Regions from separate parts of the Sus scrofa genome. Here regions 1 and 3 are each linked to region 2. The links are chromatin contacts, called in public Hi-C and promoter capture Hi-C maps. All regions are on one chromosome and are shown on one strand. Each heading gives the region's core, a stretch centred on a gene start, on an enhancer-like site or on the middle of the called end of the contact. The rest is flanking DNA. Distances are from core to core; before and after follow the strand shown.

Region 1 (3,219 bases), core at 152-2,651, 240 kb before region 2:
GTGGCTCTAGCGTAGGCCGGTGGCTACAGCTCTGATTCAACCCCTAGCCTGGGAACCTCCATATGCCCGCGGGAGCGGCCCAAGAAATAGCAACAACAACAACAACAAAAAAGACAAAAAAAAAAAAAAGACTCTCCCAAATTCCACCCCCAACCAAAGCAAAAGCTAGTTTCAAGCAAAGGAAGGAGAACAGAGATGAAGTTAAGGGTAGCTGGCACTTCTTCCCACCCTCTGACTCTCAGAACTCTCCCCTGGGTAAATACATTCCCAGATGCTTCGGAGCTCACGTGTATAATTCACCCACTTAAAGTGTACAATTCAATATTTTCCCCACCAGGACATTTGAGATGCCTTTGGAAGAGAACTATCTGTGGGCAAAAATGCTAACCAAGTAAAAATCCATGTTAAGGAGTTCCCATCGTGGCTCAGTGGTTAACGAATCCGACTAGGAACGATGAGGTTGCGGGTTCAATCCCTAGCCTCGCTCAGTGGGTTAGGATCCGGCCTTGCCATGAGCTGTGGTGTAGGTTGCAGACACTGCTCGGATCCGGAGTTGCTGTAGCTCGGGCGCAGGCTGGCGGCTGTAGCTCCAATTAGACCCCTAGCCTGGGAACCTCCCTGTGCCGCGGGTGCGGCCCTAGAAAAAGACCCCAAAAAAAAAAAAAAAAATCCATGTTAAAACTAAAGCTGCCTTTCAAGTAGAAGACGTCTTGGATAGTCAAGACGATCAAGAAGAAGCACTTTGAGGGGAATTTATTCTTTGTCAAAGGGCTGAAACTAGTTCAAAGGACATTAAGCACAGGAGAAACGGAGTGCTCCGAAGAACAGAAAAAATTTTCAGGACGCTTTTAAATGTCAACTTATTGTCCCCAACGACCCACAGCCACACCAAACAGCCCTACAGCTGAGCAGCAGAACTGGGAAGGAAGGAACCCGAACACCCTCTGTCCATCACTTCCAGGCCAGTAAGTTCACACTGCCGCCAAGAGTGTGTTTTACATGAAACAAGAACCACGCTGAAGGCCAGTATCAATAGGCCGGCATGTCACTGCGTACCCCCAGAAAATTCTGGCTTAAGACGATTTTCTCCCGCGTTTCCTTTTAATAATGTCCTTTCGGAACAAATGGAAACTGTTAACCCGCAACCAAGCCAAGAAGCTACAACCGCACTATAGCAGCGGCCAGAAAAGAAGCCTCAACCATCAAAAGCGAGGGTGGAAAGCGCAAGCCCAGGAGACCGCCCCTTCCCAGCCGGGGCCGGAAACCGCCGTGAGGCCGCGAGAGACCAGCCTGAAGCCCGCCGGCGCCGAGCAGCCAGGAGAAACCACAGAAAGAGGCGCACACCCACCGACCAGCAGCAAATTAGAGTCGAGAGCCCGGGAAATCAGCGCGGCAGTCAACAGAGCTGGGCCCTACAGCGCCTGGCTTTATAACCCGCCCCGCACCACGTGACCCGAGGCCTCTTGAAATCCGAGACCTTAGAGGCAGCTGCGCGCCTTTGGCGGGGGCGGGGTCTGTCCTGCGTTGGCGGGGGCCCTGCCTAAGTCAGGAGAGCTGAGGGGCCCAGCGCCCGGCAAAAATGCGCCAGCGCCTACGCAGGCGTAGTTGCTTTGCAAAAGGCGGTGGAGGAGTGTTGGGGACAGCCTGTAACTAAACTGTTGATTTCTATCAGTCCTCGGAGTAGAACTGTCTTTAAAAATGGTAACGGTGGCGTCTAGACTGTTACTTATAGCAAGGAAATAAGTCCTACAGTTTTGTGAAATTCCAACCCAGGAAGGATCTGTAGAGATTGCGGTTTTGCTGCTCTTTAGACTTTAAAATCAGTTCCTGGAGTTCCCGTCGTGGTGCAGTGGTTAACGAATCCGACTAGGAACCATGAGGTTGCGGGTTCGGTCCCTGCCCCTTGCTCAGTGGGTTAACGATCCGGCGTTGCCGTGAGCTGTGGTGTAGGTCGCAGACACGGCTCGGATCCCGCGTTGCTGTGGCTCTGGCGTAGGCCGGTGGCTACAGCTCCGATTCAACCCCTAGCCTGGGAACCTCCATATGCCGCGGGAGCGGCCCAAGAAATAGCAACAACAACAACAACAAAAAAAAAGACAAAAAATAAATAAATAAATAAATAAAATCAGTTCCTCAAACATCTGCCTAATTTAAAGTTGAATCGGAATTTCCAAAAGTTGTGAGACTACCCTCAGTCTCTTTTGTTTCCTCATCAAGACTAAAATCACCCTGGGGTGATTGCTGCCTATGTTTACTATGCAGGATGACCTCTTTTTTAAAAAGTTGTGGGTTATGCGTTTTCTTTTTAAATAAACAAATCATCAGGAGTTTGCGGGTTCGATCTGGCTTTGCTCAGTGGGTTAAGGATCCCGCGTTGCGGTGAGCTGTGGTGTAGGTCGCAGACGCTGCTCAGACCGTGTTGCTGTGGCTCTGGCTTAGGCCCGGCGGCTACAGCTCCAATTCGACCCCTAGCCTGGGAACCTCCATATGCCGCAGAAGTGGCCCTAGAAATGGCAAAAGGCCAAAAAAAAAAAAAGTTCCCTAGTGGGAGTTCCTGCTGTGGGCCCAACAGGCTCTGCAGCGACTTGCCAGCGCTGAGACATTGGTTGGATTCCTAGCCTGATACAGTGTGTTAAGGACGGGGTGGGAAGGATGTTGCCGCAGCTGCGGCTTGGATCTGATCCCTGGCCAGGGAACTCCATACGTGTCCAAAAAAAAAAAAAAAAAAAAAAAAAAAAATTTCTCTGGTGGCTCAGGAAGTTACGGGTCCCCTGTAGTCCTCCTGCTGTGGCTTGGTCACAGCTGCGGTGTGGGTTTCATACCTGGCCAGGGATCTTTCACATGCCACTGGCATGGCCAAAAATAAGAAACAAAGTCATCATCCTATGAGCCCCAGTTTTTTCTTGTGTAAAAGGCAAGGACTTGAACAAACTTGTATGAGCAAACAAGTTACGCAACCACCCCAAGCAGAAGAGGGTTTGTGTGGACCTTGCCACGGTGAATGGCTGGGGATCTGATGACATTGCCCCGGGGCCTCAGCCTCCCCAGTTCTCTCCTGGGGAAGGTAAAGGATAGAGGACAAATGGGAGATTCAGGGATTGCTGGCATCAGGTCCTCAGTCTCCAGGATGGGGGGGGGACTCGTGTAGGTGTGATGGTGTCGGAGCCTGGCAGGGAGTTTTGTTTGTCAAGCTATGGGGTTTGAACTGTGGGAAACCCT
Region 2 (3,324 bases), core at 508-3,007:
CGGATCCTGCTAGCTCTTTTAGGCCCCAGGCGGCGAGGCACAGTGGTATCGGTGAGTCCAGGAATATCCTTCTCCCCTTAACGAGAAAAGTGATGAAAGTTTAGTTCAACAACTCCTTTACAAACAAGTAACCGAGATTGTTCAGGCATTGCTAAAAGAAGCCCACTGGTCAAACTGTGGATACTACAAATGAAAAAAAATCGGACAATCAGCTTTAAATTAGTGTCAATGAAAATTATCTCAAGAACAAGTCTCACCTTTTTTTACGATGACCAAATTGAGAACACTTAGATTGGCATCCACAATGCAACCCCGAACTGATTTGCGCTTTCTTTCTCCAGTCCTCCTTGGTCTGTAACAGGAATGCCCCTTACTCAGTAGCAGGCGGACTCGGCCATGGGTCAAGACACCCTGCTTCATGGGGAATCCTTGTTTGTCGTTCCCACCACTGATTCGGACCACATAACCCTGCAAAAGAATACAGCAACACATTACAGGACAAAGGATTGTGGCTTCTTTGAAGTACACCTTCAATTTTACAAGTACAGTTCATTAACACCAATTTCAAACTTAATCTTTTGCTCTGGTCACTAAATTTTGGCTATACTTCCAATTTGCCAAGTTCAGTTAACAAATTCCTTTCAATCAGGTCGTATTTTTAACCTGTGCTTTACCAGAACAGCTCCTGGGGACAAAAGATGTTAAAAAAAACAAAGTACCAAAGAGCAATAAATCAGGAAACAACCCTTCTTGGCACTTTCGAGGATACCCTTTGGAGAACATTAGTTCGTAGAGCAAGAACTGTATTTTTTAATTTGACCTACGTAACCCCTCCAAATGACAGCTCCACCTTGTAAAAGTGACATTTGGAACCATCTCAAGATCAGAAGACAGAACCCTACTGCGTTTACCAATTACCATTCTTTCTCTTAAATAGCTCTAACAATTCAATTCAGCAGTTAACTTTTACCTTCCATTCTTCACCCAGAGCGTCAGCAGCAACTTCTGTGGCCATGCGTTTCTCATAAAATGTACGAAGTTTTCGCTCATCGTCCACTTCAATGAGTTTTTGGCAGCCAGTGGCCGGGAAAGAGATGTTCAACTAATTATGAACGAGAGGAAAGGAACTTCATGAAAATCGCAGAACCGATACAAAAAGCATTTCATGTCACCCCTACAAAAACTGCAGAAAGGTTTCTCACCAATTTTACTCACTAAAGCACGTGTGTGCATAATCACCGTAACACCGTACTAAAAACAGGACACATTTTTTAGGCCTAGCGAAAAGAAGCCCGGGGGAAAGCGGCTCCGCAGCCGTTCGCTCTCTCAGAGCAAGGAGGCCGACCTACACGCCGCCAATAGGGCAGCAGCGCCGTCTCTATCCTGGCTTGGCGGCAGGACGCCACCATGGCGCTCCTCGAGCCCGGCACAGCTCCAGCTGCAATCGCTCGCCATCCGCTCTCCCAAAGAGCTCCAGCACCAGAAAAGCGATCCTTCTCCTTCCTCAGACCCTTCTCTATCTAGACCCAGAATTTTGAAGAGCTAAGACTCCGGCAACGTTGTGTCCGGGAGTTCGACCCACGTTCTTCAAGCCTGGCCCAACACTCTTCAGCAGTTTCTACCTTCATCCTCAAGCGGCCGACCGCCTCCGAGGCGCCACGAAAAAGAGATCCAACTTCCGCTTAGCCCAGGTCACATAGGCGCTTCCAGTTCTCGCGAGATGGTCGAACGCTTGGGATAGCGGAAGTGAGCGTGAGTGGGCGGTACTTCTGGGTGGGGGCTAAAGAGCGATTGGAAGATAAACTCCGCGGGCCGCTCTAGTGAGGCTTCCGGGTTTAGTTCTGAAGGTTAGAATCTCCATCACCTCTACTTTGCAGTGTTCTCCTCCCGTGGAGGGGAGACCTGCTCCGTCCCAGGCACTGCTTCTGATGATACCAAAGGAGAGCAGGATCTGGGCTCTCCTGGACCTCAGCCTCCTTCGGAAGATTTCCTCTTTAGGAGTGTTCCCTGCCCTGGTGCCGGCTGTTTAGAACAAGACGCTTTGAACGCTGCCATTTGTATTTTCCTTAAGCACTCGATCATCCGCTAATCCTCTAACCGCTCTGCAGTTATCGTTCTAGCACAGCAGATGCACTCTGCCACCCCGTCGCGCAAGCGGGTAACCTTAATTACCAAGTCCTGGTGCCTCTACATAAAGCATGAAGTCTCCCTGCTGTCTTGCTTCTGCGATCCTTTTAAAACGCAAAATTCTTTCACTCCCTTGCTAGCAATGCACCGTTTTCCGCTGCAGTGCTTTTCAAATTTCTTAACCTGACTTCACAGAAAATTTCCGCAGTCCCAAACTCACCTGTCGCTATTCCTTAATGCCCTACCAGTCTTTAAGATTAGATGTCTTTCCTAAGAGAAGCCTTTCCTAATCTCAAAACCAGAAATTGTATTCTCTAGTATAGCACTAGTTCCCTTTACAGTACTGTGTACTCATGATATATAAATGGTTTGCTTATGGTCTCTTTCGCCTCCTAGATGGTAAATTAGCCCAGGCTCATGACTTACCTTCACTGTGGTATACTCAGGAGGCGCCAAAGTGCATGGCATATAATAAGTAAGGCTCAGTAAATATGTGTTAAATGATCATAACCCTAGCTGTGATATGCATTAGTCTAGCAGAGTGTGATAGTATGGAGCCGACCAGCAGAGGGAGAATAAGTGTATTAGAGTAAATCTTGAATCAGTAATGATACAACTCTTAATAGAAGACAGATGTGGGAAAGACACAGTGCATTTGATAGTCCTCCAGAACATTCCTGGGAGAATGAGAACCCAGATCTAACGTCTATCTAACAGTACCCTGAAGGAACATTTATTATCTATTACATATTTACTTCATATTTTTCTTTTTTTTTTTTTTTTTTTTTGGTCTTTTTGCCATTTCTTGGGCCGCTCCCGCGGCATATGGAAGTTCCCAGGCTAGGGGTCTAATCGGAGCTGAAGCCGCTGGCCTACACCAGGGCCACAGCAATGCTGGATCCGAGCCGCGTCTGCGACCTACACCACAGCTCATGGCAGCGCCAGATCGTTAACCCACTGAGCAAGGGCAGGGATCGAACCCGCAACCTCATGGTTCCTAGTCGGATTCGTTAACCACTGTTGTTTTTTTTTTTTGGGGGGGGGGTCTTTTTGCCATTTCTTGGGCCACTCCCGCGGCATATGGAATTTCCCAGGCTAGGGGTATATTTTTCTTAAAAGACCTCTTGCATTCAAAATAAAAATATTTTCTTTCCAAGATTACATCCCATCTCTCAGATTTTATCAACTCATCTGTCA
Region 3 (3,634 bases), core at 833-3,332, 160 kb before region 2:
TGATGAATCAAAGGCTTTCAGACTTAATAGCTACCTTAAACAAAAAATTAGGCCCCAAATATATGTTCATTCCTGAAATTTTTCTATGAAAAATAGCAGTGGAAATCTTTGGCAAATCTACAGGACAATTAAAATAGTAAAAAAAAAAAAAAAAAAAAAAGACATTCTTTAATCCTACATTGCAAATTGAGAAAAATTTGTCAATCAAATGTAAGAGATATACTGGCTTCCATTTTTCATTTCTGTGGATGCAAAAAATTGTGAAAAGAGGAAGATAATTCTCAATCTATGAGTGTTAATAAAATATACCCACTCCAAAATCTTAAATTTTTTCAAACTATTAATTAATTTGCCCTTGAGAAACGATGGGCAACAAGTCCACAAGCTAAATTTATGTTATTAGTTCCTTTGTAAACTTCTGTCCCTGTCAAAGACTGGTTTCCACTGGGCTCAAAATGACTGCAAACTATTATTAAATACGCCTTATTTTTGTTGATGTGTATTACTGAATCAATTCTTACTGCTCACATGATTAGGGAAATAGTTTGCTATCAGCTGCAAAATTTATTTTAATTATTTTTATTCCCAGGCTAGGAGTCTAATCGGAGCTGTAGCCACTGGCCTACACCAGAGCCACAGCCATGGATCTCAATGCGTCTGCAATCTACACCCCAGGTCACGGCAACACCGGATTGTTAACCGGCTGAGCGAGCCTCATGGTTCCTAGTCGGATTCATTAACCATTTCGCCATGACGGGAACTCCTCAACTACAAAATTTAAACTATCCACATATGCAATAAGCTTCAGAAGTAAATGGACAACACGCTCCTCATGACTGAGGTTTAATCTCATACTTCTCAGCAAAAATACAGATTTAATGAGGATAGCAGTAATTCTCAGGAAAATGATCATTATGTATGTGGATACTCATTACATATGCACAAATCTTGACAGTTCTAATTCCAACCCGCCAAGGAATCTGTGGGGACACAAATTTTTTGTTGTCATTCAGAAGTAAAAAAGTTCTCCGAATTTGTTTCAAACTATTTGCTTCTTTCAGAATAACTAGATGTTATTTTTTTCATATATAATTACATATATAATTATTTCAAAACGCAGTTAATATCTTTCAAAATTTGTATTTAGGTGACTGACGATCAGGAGGCTACATTTAGTCAGGAGGCAGGAGAAGACTGAATTTTTTCTTTTCTTTTTTTTTTTTTTTGCTTTTTAGGGCTGCACCCAGCGCATATATGTAAGTTCCCAGGCTAGGGGTGGAATTGGAGCTGTACCTGCCGGCCTAGGCACAGCAACTGAGGATCGGAGCTCCTACACCACAGCTCCTGGGAACGGTGGATCCCCCACCCACTGAGCGAGGCAGGGATTGAACCTGCGTCCTCATGAATACTAGTCGGATTTGTTTTCGCCGCCTGCTCCACAATGGGAACTCCAAGATTGATTAAAGAATCATGTCCACATTCCAAGTTCCATCCCCAAATCTCGGCCGAGACAGAGACACCAAGCCCTGCCAAAGGCTCTCATGGGTCGCTGCAACCGGGAGGCGATTTTGGGAAGAGCCAGTCGCCTGGGTCTCTCTCCGGCCTAGGAGGCCCGCCCCTAGTCCGAGGTACGAATCCCAACTCCCACCTGGGAAGGAAACTTCTCTCCAGAAATTTGCATCCCTCTTGGCACTGTCCTCAGTGACTTTGAGCGACTCCGTGTCACCTTCGTGGTCTTTGAAAAACCCTACAGGAGCAGCCACTACCTGCCTGAGGCCAAGGCAATAAAGCCATACCACACAGCGGGAGTCTGAGCCCCGCAGAAAGGGGGTGCAAACAGTACCCGGCGCCTTTTTTCCCCTAGCTCTGTTACGGCTGGGACTCGCCGCGTGGATGCTCGCAGGCTGGCTGGGCTCTGACCCTGCGCTCCGCAGGAATCGGGAGGTAGGTGCTGGGGGAGGGGAGCAGTGACCAAGCGGCTTAAGCCCTCCTTGGGGGCGGGGCTCGAGCGTTGCCCCGCCCCCAGCGTCCTCCCATCCCCACCCCTCCCCCACGCCCTTTTCCACCGCCCCCGCAGTAGGAAAGGGAGAGGGAGGGGTGGAAGGAAAGTGCGGTTCTGTGGAAGGGGCGGAAGGAGGGGGAGGAAAAAAAGAAAAAGGGAACAGAAATATGGCCGTCAGCTGTCGGGGTGGCAGCGCAGCACGCAGCTCCTAGGCAACCCACTGCTCGCACCGCCAGCCTCTGGTGAACCGAGGCGCCGTAGCGAGCTTGCGCTCCCAGCCATTACCCCTCGCAGCAAGCGGCGCCCCTCGAAACCCAGCCCGAGAGGCGGCGCAGGCGCAGTTCGGGCCGAGGTGGCAGCGGCGGCGGCCGCCGCGGGAGCACGTCCCCCTCTCTGCCCTGCGGAGAGCGTCCAGGCCCGAAGCCGGTTCTTTCATGCCCCAGGAATAGGTTGTGCCCGGGTGGCGCTGAAGGAGGAGCGGGCGGCAGGTGAGTCTGCGGCAGAGGGCCTTTCGCAGAGGAGTCCTGCGCCGCGCGTCAGCCGGGCCCGCGCTCCCGGGCCGGGAGGGCGTTGGGCAGGTAGCAACTCGGAGGGCTGAGTTCCGAGGGCCAGCCAGCGGGGGGTCGCCAAAGAGGCGGAGAGTGGCGGGGGCTGGCATTCCCGGCCTCGTTTCTCCGCGATTTCCGGAGGCGTGGAGTCCCCGGAACCTGCGGAGTGTGAAGGGGAGAGGCTGCGCCAGGAAGGGCCTCCCCGGGTCTCGCTCGGGCTGCTGAGAGCCCTGGCGGTGCAAGGAAGCGCGAGGGGTTCGGGCCTTCTGGACAGCCAGGGAGACGGCCGCCTGGATGGGGGCAGGGGGAAAGGGGCTGGGACTGGGGCTCCCGAGGGGGTTGACATAGAGCGGATGAAGAGCTAAGGTTGGGGTCTCGAGAGTTGCTGGAAGACAGAGCGGGGCACCTGGGGACCTGGGCAGGTGTGCAGGTGGATTGAGGACGTTTCCTTATCCGCTTTAGCGTGGCGGATTCTCAGGGCTTCTTTGTTGGGGATGACTTTTAGGAAGGCAGGTTCCATTCAACTCTGAGTGAGTGACAAAACACAAATAAAACCAACTAAGGAGTCCCTAGTGCAGAAAAAAGCTGTAACTTTTTTGCATTGAGGATGCTGTCTTGTATCACTGAACTCTTTTTTTCTGATTCATAGACCTTTTCCTTGGAGATCGTGCCTCATCAGAATTAATAAGGAATGACCCGGTTTTTAAATACCCCCCCCATGTTTGTTTCACAGGAGGAAATTTAGATCAGTTACCCGAAGTTACTTGTGCAAACGTGAGGGAAAGAGTCATCTCCAGTAATGAACCCTCAGCTGTCTGTGTTTTTGCTTCAGAGAGATTGTCAAGCATTGTAGTCTGGGTAATTGATTTACTGAGCCTGCTTAATTGTGTGCAAACTCGTGTTAAGGTGTTCTCCCTAGACCTCAATTTACTGTAGGAGTAGGTCTTCCCTTCCCGTCTCCCAATTAAGAAGGTGAATGGTATAGTAAGATAGAGAACGTTAGTGCTAAGGCTATAAGTTTTCAATAAATACTTGATTTGAGGTGATCATATTATCTGAAATGCGAAGCGTTGTAGGATTTTAA

Evidence for each region. Promoter capture Hi-C pulls out the DNA fragments that hold promoters and counts their contacts. Hi-C and Micro-C count contacts between places; a contact is called where the count stands out from the background.
Region 1: a Hi-C map of embryonic fibroblasts shows a contact between it and region 2, with 1.9 times the contacts expected there. The contact joins the promoter of PLIN2 here to the promoter of RPS6 in region 2. A contact is called at or near these places in 2 of 5 promoter capture datasets (fetal liver and liver), 4 of 47 Hi-C or Micro-C datasets (embryonic fibroblasts, heart right ventricle, liver and 1 more) and 2 of 2 datasets of contacts at active chromatin or transcription factors (alveolar macrophages and skeletal muscle).
Region 3: a contact with region 2 is called in a promoter capture Hi-C map of fetal liver, with 2.1 times the contacts expected there. The contact joins the promoter of DENND4C here to the promoter of RPS6 in region 2. A contact is called at or near these places in 1 of 5 promoter capture datasets (fetal liver), 3 of 47 Hi-C or Micro-C datasets (heart right ventricle, liver and psoas muscle) and 1 of 2 datasets of contacts at active chromatin or transcription factors (skeletal muscle).

What each region holds. Positions count from the first base shown.
Region 1 is chr1:203,682,229-203,685,447 of Sscrofa11.1, reverse strand. PLIN2 (perilipin 2) reads right to left here and starts at 1,401. Exons shown (of 8, transcript NM_214200.2): 1 at 1,349-1,401.
Region 2 is chr1:203,442,793-203,446,116 of Sscrofa11.1, reverse strand. It overlaps RPS6 (40S ribosomal protein S6), which reads right to left and starts at 1,757. Exons shown (of 6, transcript XM_003121890.4): 1 at 1,623-1,757; 2 at 971-1,102; 3 at 258-468; 4 at 1-76. The coding sequence starts at 1,628.
Region 3 is chr1:203,599,746-203,603,379 of Sscrofa11.1, reverse strand. It overlaps DENND4C (DENN domain-containing protein 4C), which reads left to right and starts at 2,082. Exons shown (of 33, transcript XM_021063184.1): 1 at 2,082-2,490.